2 separate regions of the Mus musculus genome follow, and region 1 is linked to region 2. The links are chromatin contacts, called in public promoter capture Hi-C maps. All regions are on one chromosome and are shown on one strand. The core of a region is the stretch at or near the end of the contact, and the rest is flanking DNA. Distances in the headings are between cores, read along the strand shown. Region 1 holds the start of Rd3 (retinal degeneration 3). Region 2 holds the start of Spata45 (spermatogenesis associated 45).

Region 1 (5,122 bases), core at 2,109-4,608, 940 kb after region 2:
TGGTGACATCATAAGGGAGGGAGGGAGGGCAAGGTCCTTTTTTTTGGTTTTGCACACATTTTTTCTTGTCCAAACTTTCTTTTTTGGCCCATTTATAGAGACCAAACAATTTGTCACCATGTGCTTTCTAAGAGGTGTTTCCCAAGGAAAGAACAAGCTTGACATGAACTACGTCAGTGGTTCTCGACCTTCAGAATGCTGTGGCCCTTTAGTGCAGCTCCTCATGTTGTGGTGACCCCAACCAGAAAATTATTTTCATTGCTACTTACTGTAATTTTGCTACTATAATGAATCATAATATAAATACTTACTGGAGATAAAGATTTGCCAAAGGGCTTGTGACCCAGCTACATCCGAAAGGAAGTAAGCTGCTCTATTCCTTCAGAGTGCAAGCATTCCTTAGCCTGGGACAACACTGAGTGAGCTCCTGGTCCTCAGGCAAAAGTGCAACACAGGTCAGGTTAGGTGTCAGCGTCTCTCGGTGTCTGAGGCAGAGGGGCCAGGTTGTGGCTCCCACCCCAGCCCCGCTAGACCTGACTTGAGTCCCACTCCTGGGCTGCCAGGCAGTCCACCACAGGATGCCATTGCTTTCTCCAAGGCAAAGCTAGAGGCGTGCTTTGCTGTAATTACCTTTTGGCTGCAGAGTTGGGGATGTTGCTACATCTGAGATTTTGAAGCAGCCCCTCCATTGCTGGACAGATTGCTTCTGATTTGCATCATATTACAGCTCCAAACTTCATTTTGTGAATTCTATTTCCAGCCCCACTGGAGCCTAGCACCAAACTCAGCCCCTCTGCTTTTCCTGTGGTTGCTCAGCCTGCTCCTCTTTCTTCTGCGTGCCATGGAGCGTGCCGTGGGTGAGATGAGGGGTGGCACGGTGGTTTACCTCCTGGGAGACAGCCAAGTGCACTGGGTTAAAACAAAACCAGCTCTGGGGCCTCTGCTGCTACATCTGCTTCCAGCCGATTTTACAGAGGGCCAGGTCCTAGACTCAGCACACAGTGACATCACACTCTCTACCCTCACACAGTCTCTACCCTCACACACATTCTACCTTCAGCCCCAGGACACAAGTTCAACCCCTCCCTCAGGGTCCTGGCTTCATTCTCATTCGGCCCAGCAAGATCTTCTAGTATTTTGAGGTCTGGGGAAATACCGCTTCCCTCGTGCATGTTCTAACAGGTAAAAAGGATGGGTAGGAAGCTCCTCTAGAGTTCCCAGGTGGCCTCCATCCAGGGCCAGCTTAGGCAATCCGAGGCAAGTGCCATGACAGCTTATAGCAGACTTTCCATGGGTCAGTGCTGGTGCCTTGCCATGCACGGGCCAGGAGCCATTGGGACTCGGAATGTAACACAGTATTCCACACTGCAGACAGGGGCACAGCCTGCAGCTTCCCTCCATTACAGAACAGGGGATGGGGGGGCACAGCCTGCTCCCCCTCCCTCAGAGAACAGGGGATATGTCTGTTCTCTCTCTGGAACTGACTGTCATGATTGTGCCCAGAGGTTTGGAGGATTTGCTGAGGCCACAGAGGTGCAGTGGGCATGAGTGGTTTAGAACAGAGGGTATCGTCCTGACTTTGAACTTGCTCGCTGTGCTGTGTGAGGAAGTTCCCAGTCCCGTCTGATGCCGGGACTCCAGCAGGTATGGGGATAAAAGACCCTTGCAGCTCTGTGCTTGCAGATTCTCAGCACTGCAGCCTGGGGACAAGAGAATATGAAGTGTTGAGAGAAGGCGGGGCCCCTAGGTGGACCTCCTCTTCAAGGTATCCCTGGATCTCTGCAGGTGCCTGCCCACCAAGCTGGAAGCCCTGGCCGGTATAGGAGGTGGCCTGCTTTCTCTGCCTTCATCTTCGACCAGGCCCCAGAGTTTACACATAGAGCTCCAGTTAAGGGGGTTCAGAAGGAGCTGGGTGGGCGCACACTCAGTGTTTCTGTGGTGAGAGTTCCTGCTGCTCTCCAGTCTGTGAAAGGTTCCCAGAAAGAACAGTCCCAGCCGTGCTCCTGACCCAAGGTGACACTCAGCTAACCCACGGGAAGGGTGCTATCAGCTGGCCATGGGATGGTTGAATGAGCTTGACACAGGTACTGGCACTATTAGGAAGTATGGCCCTATTGGAGTAGGTGTGTCACTGTAGGTGTGTGCTTTAAGACCCTCATCCTAGCTGCCTGGAAGTCAGCTTCTGCTAGCAGCCTTCAGATGAAGATGTAGAACTCTCAGCTCCTCCTGCACCATGCCTGCCTGGATGCTACCATGTTCTTGTCTTTATGATAATGGACTGAATCTCTGAACCTGTAAGCCAGCCCCAATTAAATGTTGTCCTTATAAGAGTTGCCTTGGTCATGGTGTCTGTTCATAGCAGTACAACCCTAACTAAGACAGTCACTCTTGTCCTGGCACTTGCCTCAGATTTCTTTGGCCTTAGCTGGTCCTGGATGGAGGACACCTGGGAACTGTAGTAGAGGTTTCTAACCCATCCTTTTACCTGTTAGGACTGTCATGATGTGAATTTGCCAAGAGAAGTGTTTGACCATAAGACCCAGTTCCTGACAGGAGACCCTGCAGCCTCTGCCAGGGGCAGGAAGGCAGAAGAACCTGCACACTGAAAACCTCAAATACGCAAGGGGAGGGCAGTCGCAGCTGAGTAGACTGTCCTGTGCTTTCTGCTTCATTGTTAACATAATTGAATGAGATGTGTCCAAAGCCATTCCCTTCCCTGGTGCTGGTCCAGTGTACAGACCCTGGGATCTGACGGTGCAGGCTGTTACAGTTTGCTGCTCCTTCGCAGGACACCATTCTTTTCTCAGTGCCTCCTCACTTCTGTGAGACACAAATGGGATTACTGTTGGCTTGCAATCAGAATAGCCTATGTGTGGTACCATGTCCAGAGAGCAGAAAGTTAGAGACCTAGTGGTGAGTGCGGCAAGGGGCAGGCACAGCAGGAAGCCTGTGTCAGCTCCTGACATCACTTAGACTTTCCAGGACCCACTTTCTTTCTTCTTCCTGGACCTACCTGAGCCATCAGTGCCTGTGCTTGGTGCAAGGGAAGGAAAGACAGAGAGAGTGACAGGTAAGGGAAGTGATAAAGGTAGAGACAAGTTCATGGGCTCCTGGTGCCCTGAATAATGCCCTCCTGGAGGAAAGACTGTATTTCATTCGGGTACCATTCACCAGGCAGCTAGAAACATCGGCCAATAGCAGGTTCACAAAGAGTCTGATGAGGTTAGTAGCATCAAACCAGATGGTACTGAGAGAGTAAGGGTTCAGTTGCCTTCTGGGAACACCACTCTCTCTGTGTCGGGTCAGCCCTCCCTCACCAGCTAATACTGCTTCAGGCCAAGAGGCTTAGGTGGGTCTCCATGACAACCGATGCTGGCCTGCCTCCAGGTTCTGCAGGGAGCTGTGTCTCAGCTCTGGGGACCTACACATACTCCACAAACACCAGCCCAGCTGGGTCCCTCCTCCAGTTGGTGCCTCCAGTACAACTTCTCAAAGAGGAAGAGCAGAAAGCACAGGAGGCAGCCAGCAGTGGAAGAGGCAGAGGGCGGCCGAGGATGGAGCTCACTCTTCAACTCCTGCCAGTTTGCCGCTCAACTTTCTACTTTCCCTAGAAAAGATCAAGGCTCTCTTCTCCTAGAGTGTGAAGCAGAAAGCAGGACCCCTACAGTGATAGTGGCCCTGAAGGAGGTGGACCTAAGGTAAGAGGGGAATCTCCCCAGAAGTGGCAGCTTCCTGCACTTACAGTAGACAGCTAGCCACACTTGGCTCTGAGCTTGGAAGGCCACCTGGGATCCGGAAAGTAAGCTGGACCCAGGACCCAGGCGGCCATGGGAGGCCCCTCAATCCTCACTGGTCAAAGATGAGCAGACTCGGGCCTGATCCTGAGGGTGCACAACCTGGTTTGTAAACTTAGAGGAAGCCACATCTGTTGTCTACTTTGGGCAGAGCAAGCTTCTGAGAGAAACCAGCCTTAACGTTCCCCCTTGTGCTGTGCAGGGGACACAAGCAGGGGGAGAAAGCAGATCTAGAATCAGAGGGGGCTACCTACCTGAGAAATGCAACTTTAGCACCTCTAAGGTGCAGAGTCAAGGCTAGATGTACAGCAGCGACCTGGAACTGAGCTGTGGTCCCCTCCACAATGGCACAGCCTCTGAGGTCCAATAAGACACTAGGGAGGGAACCTGGGTGGTGGGGGAGGGTTCAGTGGAGATGGTTCTCATTATGACATCGGGATGAAGAGGCACTTCTTGGAGATTGTCCACCATAGTCAGACCTAAGTATCTGTACCTCTGCCTCAATATGAAGAAAACTGACTGAGATTCACCCGTTCACCCACCCATTTACCCGCCTCTCCTCTGCTCACCTATCCACCTACCTATCAACAGATCCCTCTATCCATATATGTATCCATTCATCCATCAACTCACCTACTTATCCACTCCCATCCCCTGATCCATCCACCCATCCTCTGATCCAACCACCCACTCACTGATTCACTCACTCACTAATCCAACCACCCACCCACTCCCTGATCCAACCACCCCTTGATCCAACCAACCCCTGATCCACCCATTCACTGAACCACCCACCCACCCACCACTGATCCACCTATCCACTCATATCCCCACTTGCCCAGGCATTCATTCGCCCATCATTACACATGCTGGGATGATGGAGCTGATGGCCTCTGAGATCCATGCCATCTCTGTGGGGAACATGAGGGCCAGGCTACAGGAAGAAGTTGACTCTTAGACACTGGTTTGAGGGATGAGCAGGTCTTTGTCAGGTAGGTAAAAGACCCACAGGTCGGGCAGGTTTACACCTGGCTTGGTGGTGTAGAGATAATTTTTTTAATGCCAAAAAGAAACAAGGAGAACTTGCAGCTTGTGACGTTGACTTTGGCCCTGAGAAAAGCAGAATCAGTCAGAGGGGTGAACAGCTACATGTGCTCTCAGGCCTCTGCCAGGACCCAGGGTCTGGCCTCAGCTGATACAGCCTGCTCCAAGAGGTGACCTCTGCTCTGGGACAGCCTGGGTCAGGTGACCTTAGGCCCTAGGTCCCCAGGAACAGAACCCTTCCTAGCCTGAAGATATTCAGCTGAGCTGTGAGATCCCAGTTATAC
Region 2 (5,267 bases), core at 404-2,903:
TGATAATGGTAACATCACAGCAATAGTAACTCTAACAAGACACTACCACAGCAAGCAAACTCCTCGGGTCCAGACCTGAGAGTCTGAGGATGCTGACAAACCTTCCCTTTGGTCAGATGAACGGAAGAGCTGGTGTGGCTCAGTGTGCACACTGGAATAGAATGAAGTAAGACTGTAGCAAGGTTTCAGGTGGTTAGTAAACCGAAATGTTTGGAGAACTCGGGTCAGCCCGGCCTTAAAGTGCAGCCTGCAGGGAAAGTGATCTCTGAGAGAGAGGAGTCTGTGGCTTGAGATGTTGCAGGTTGGGTGACTTATCAGATGAGCTATTCCATTGTAAAATAGTGGCATTTGGGTGCAGCATGATAACTTTCTGAGTTAATAACTTAACCTAATATATATTTTAGGAAAACTAATGTTAAAGATCTTTTCAGCTTTCTTAATTCCATCAAATACTTAAGTTTGTTATCTAATCCCACACCTCCATACTGGTTAGCCCGTCTATAGCCAGGTAAGCCAAAGCTCACAGTGTGAACATCTTCCTCCAGCTGCCCCAGAAAGGAGAGAATCCAGATAGAGCCTGGATTTAAAGATGCGGAGATTGTGCCTAGTGGATGTGTGTTCTCTTGATAAGCCCTCAGATTATCTGTGGCATCCTAAACAAAGCTGCTCTCATCCCTCCAAACACTGCATCAGTCTCCATGGTTACCACACCCCAGGTTCCTTACACTTGGGTGAGTTAATGCGTGTTTGCTGACTCATGCTTCATGAGCGGATGTGTAAACTTTCAATACAGGTCTTTCCTCTATCACTAATTCCTGCAAGAGGCAAAAGAAATTCTTTTATATTTCTGAGATTTGTTTCTTTGGATTTTCTTAAAAAGCAAAAGATCTTCTTCTGAAAAAAGTTATCTGAGCTGGGCATAGTGGCTCAAACCTTTAGTCCCAGCACCCTGAGGCAGAGGTGGAGGTGGAGGGGTAGGCAGGGGGGGGGAGGGGAAGGGGGGTGGAGGAAGAGGCAGATAGATCTCTGCGAGTTTGAAGCCAGCCTGGTTTAAACAGTGAGTTCCAGGACAGCCAGAGCTACAGAATGAGACTCTTGGTTTGGTTTGGTTTGGTTTGGTTTGGTTTGGTTTGGTTTGGTTTACAGATATTTGAATAGTCCTCTGTATAAAATATGAAGGTAATTTTTTTCCCTTTGGAGATGAGATCATGTGATGTTACTTAAATTGGTTCCAAATTTCTGGGCTTAAAATTCTAGTGAGCTCCTAGCACTTCTCTTCATGGAAGCACGCTCTTGCTAGTCACCATTTTCCTCAGGAGCACCAGGCACAGAATGAGTGGTCGAGAAATTAAATTGCAGTGAGTGGAAGGCAGATGCAGCACACACAGTTTTACATATATACCTTATGTAATCCCAACTCCTGCCCTATTATCTGCCTTATGACTTAACGATTATCTTTGTTTCCATTTTACAGATGACTTAATATCTCACTGTCTTTATCTAAAGACAAAGGTCAAGTCGTCCGTGCAAGGCCACCAGGCTAGGAGGTAAGAGGTCTCTGGCTCAGGACTCCCTCTGTTAACCAGGGTTCTAAGAACAGAATGGAGCTGAGGTGGCAGAGCTCAGAAAAGTCTATCACCAGGGCAACAGTCCAGTGGGCTGATCCTCACTGTGGACTTCAGACAGGCTTTGGGTTGGTGTTATTAAAGGTAATGCATTATTGATGTACCTGTAGGAATGACAATGCTGTTTCTCTCTGTAGATTGTCATTTCTATTATGGGAGTTGTATTCATAAAAAGACACTCTAAATACTAAACTGGCAAATACCAGTCTCTGAGAGGATTCAGCTCCTATAAGCTTTTGGTCAGCCAGTCAGTGTGTAGACTGTATGTTGTTATTTTGATATGGGGTCATAGTGTATTGCCCAGTCTGTTCTTGAATTGCTGGGCTCAGATGATCCTCCTGACAGCCTCCTGGGAGGCACTGGGACACTCAACCACTGTGCTGTTCTGTGCACTTGGCTTCCATGGACTGTGAGAGCCATGACCTGGCTTGACCTGGGCTAGCAGATCTTAATGAGGGGAAAGCTTAAAACATGGGCTCTACAAATCAGGTCTGCCGTGTCCAGCCTCGTGTTTTCAAGTATCTTCCGTATCACAGATAACACATGCAGCTTCTAAGACACTGTGAATGAGCTAAAAGCCTGCGAGATCGAGCTGTGGAAGCCGACCCGTCCCTGTGCCAGTCACACCAAGGGCCACTTTTCTAGGCTTGTAGACTGTGCCGGATGGTGCTCACCAGGGCCTCAGACATGGCTAGGTTCTCTGCTCTCAACCTCCTGAAAGTCTCAACTGATTTTTAAAAACAAGGATCTGGCAGTTTTTGCTTCACTGGATCCCACCATTCTCATCACATCATGTGTAAAACAGATTAGTAATTGGGAGACCAAGGTATACGGTCTACTTATCAGATAGAATTACCTTTCTTCCTTTCTTTCTTTCTTCCTTCCTTCCTTCCTTCCTTCCTTCCTTCCTTCCTTCCTCTCCCTCTCCCTCTCCCTCTCCCTCTCCCTCTCCCTCTCCATTCCTTCCTTCCTTCCTTCCTTTCCTTTCCTTTCCTTTCCTTCCCTTTCCTTTCCTTTCCTTTCCTTTCCTTTCCTTTCCTTTCCTTTCCTTTCCTTTCCTTTCCTTTCCCTTTCTTTCCCTTCTTTCCCTTTCTTTCCCTTTCTTTCTTTCTTTCTTTCTTTCTTTCTTTCTTTCTTTCTTTCTTTCTTTCTTTCTTTCTTTCTTTCTTCCTTCCTTCCTTCCTTCCTTCCTTCCTTCCTTTCTTTCTTTCTTTCTTTCTTTCACGGTGCCGATTATGTGATAGATAGATTTGTTGAGGGTGGCAATAGTAAACTCTTCATAAGTGTTAGCTCATTTAGTCTGTATGATACTCTGACCTGGGTAATGTTTTCACTGAATATGTCAGGAAGCTATGGCAACTTAAGCTAGCTATGCACACAGTAGGTAGCTATGCACACAGTAGGTAACATAGCTAGTATGTAAACCCAAACGACTGGTAATCCATGGTTTCACCACCAGACTCTACGGCTGAGTGTTGGGGTCTAACTTGTAGGTGATTTTGATTTTGTGATTTCAGTGAACACTCACACTGTGGTATATCTTTTTCAGTAGATTTATAAAATGGGCTTTTAACAAAATATGAATCTTATTGTCATGTGTTTGATATGTGCATATCTAGAGGATAGTGAAACTTTTTAATGCCAGGCTTGGAATGTTCTTACCTCAAATATGCAATTCCCAGTATCCCCAAAAAGTATTAAAGGAGATAGAATTTAGAGTTTAATTTCTTACAAATTAGCATCTTTAAAGCTAACAGTAGGTTTATTCATAATCTTATTTGTTTAGGTTTGTGTTTTTCATTTTTGATTCAGGGTCTCTATACATAGCCCTGGCTGTCCTGGAACTCACTATGTAGGCCAAGATAGCCCTGAACTCTCAGAGATTCTCCTGCCTCTGCCTCTCTAGTGCAGGATATACACCATCACACCTAGGTAAATTGCTCTTGATAGTTTTTATGTCACATTATTAATAGGTACTGAGAATGATAGATTTTACTAAAGCAACTCAAATTATTCATTGTTAATTATTCTACATGACATTTTAAATTCCTTTAGCTAAAAATTGCCAAATCCAGTGTTGAGAGGATTTTTTTTTTCTTCTGCAATAGATATCTAAAGAGATCTAGTTAAGTTACTTGACTACCAACAGACTATTTTAGGTAGCCTAGATATTACCTTTTATATGTATTTTTATTATTGTTTTCTGAAGCAGGCAGGGACTAACTCTAGCCCATGCTGGCCCAGAACTCTGTAACCAGGCTGGCCTTGAACTCAATGCAGTCCTTCTACCTTGTCTCCTGAATGCTGAGATTACAGATGTGAACACTATACATACCCAGGTTCAATTGCTTCTTAATGGGCCCTTTCATTTTACTGTGTTTAAACCGTGGTAGATATTGTAAAAGATAATACTACAGATATACAGATAAAAAGGCTCTAAGCTCACAGATTTCCCAAAGTGGACAGATAAAATGGGAAAGATGCATCCATCAGCCAGGGAGATAGAAACATACCCTGCTGGTGGGCCTGTCTTAGATCAGACACCAGTTATCGTGACAGGCAAATACAACATGACTTGTTGGACATAGCTGAACTTTGCAGTATTTGGGGGGCAGTAATGACCTGAGTTGGTTCTGTACCACATTTTGGAGCATGGTCTTGCAGAAGGAGAAAGTCCTGGTAGATGTGGTTATGAGGTGAAGTTTGCTTCTGAGTTGGACAGAAGACTATTAAGCATGCTCAATGTGTTGGCAGGGCGGCAAGACTCAGCTGACCACTGGTGTGTTGTAAAGATGACATCCATGAACAAGGGCAACGAAGAGAAGACACAGGGAGCGAACAGGAAGCAGCTTCTGGAAGAGTTGAACGAGAAGCGCGAGTCCTACTGCCTGGTGGAAAGAAGCAACGAAGTCAACCTGCTGAGAGTTCAGAAGAGGCACTTCAGCAAGGCCTACCAGACCTTAGCTTGCATGCATATCAAAGAATCTGTTCCCGAAAGTACCAGGACCTCCTGGGTCAAGCATGATCTCTCTGTGCACAAGGAGAAAAGGCACTTTCTGCCAAAAAGTAAGACCATAGGGTCAGACTCCGACCAACCTGTAGGAAGGATAAGTAGAGAGAGAGGCTCAGCAGACTTCCTGGGTCGAAAGTGGTTCCAAGGTCTTGCCCTTGGGAGTCTCTGAAGGTGATGTGTCTGGAGGCAAACATAGATTATTTGGTATAAGGCCCACAATAGACCAGAGACTCATTTTCTTGTGTCTATAGGAACCCAGGCCCTACCACAGGCCAGGTGGTTCACAGTTAGGTGTTTGGGCGCTGCAGTCTGCACTCCCAGCCGACTGAGGTTGCACTTAGCTGCTGAGGGTCTGACAATTACATTTGAGAGTTGCATTCAGATAACTTCTGTCTCACAATTTCTGTGCTTTAAGGAGTTTTTATGTTCAGAATGGAAGTAAAATGGAGTTTTAGTAACAAATGTGACACACAACACCTTGAGAAGCATTAATAAAAATATGGAGGGGAGTGGTCTGGGGGAGGGGAGGGGCCTGTGGAAGGGAAGTAGTCTGGGGAAGTGGGGTGATTGTTTTGGTATTGTTTAAAATATGGATTGTGGATATCTGTTACTGTAGTCAAGGCAGGCAA

The links. Capture Hi-C pulls out chosen DNA fragments and counts their contacts.
Region 1: a contact with region 2 is called in a promoter capture Hi-C map of pancreatic islet. The contact joins the promoter of Rd3 here to the promoter of Spata45 in region 2. A contact is called at or near these places in 1 of 484 Hi-C or Micro-C datasets (B cells), 1 of 115 datasets of contacts at active chromatin or transcription factors (embryonic stem cells) and 1 of 9 other capture datasets (pancreatic islet).

The regions. Positions count from the first base shown.
Region 1 is chr1:191,974,012-191,979,133 of GRCm38.p6, forward strand. It overlaps Rd3 (retinal degeneration 3), which reads left to right and starts at 3,359. Exons shown (of 3, transcript NM_023727.4): 1 at 3,359-3,698.
Region 2 is chr1:191,035,166-191,040,432 of GRCm38.p6, forward strand. It overlaps Spata45 (spermatogenesis associated 45), which reads left to right and starts at 1,654. Exons shown (of 3, transcript NM_029336.2): 1 at 1,654-1,709; 2 at 4,380-4,691. The coding sequence starts at 4,418.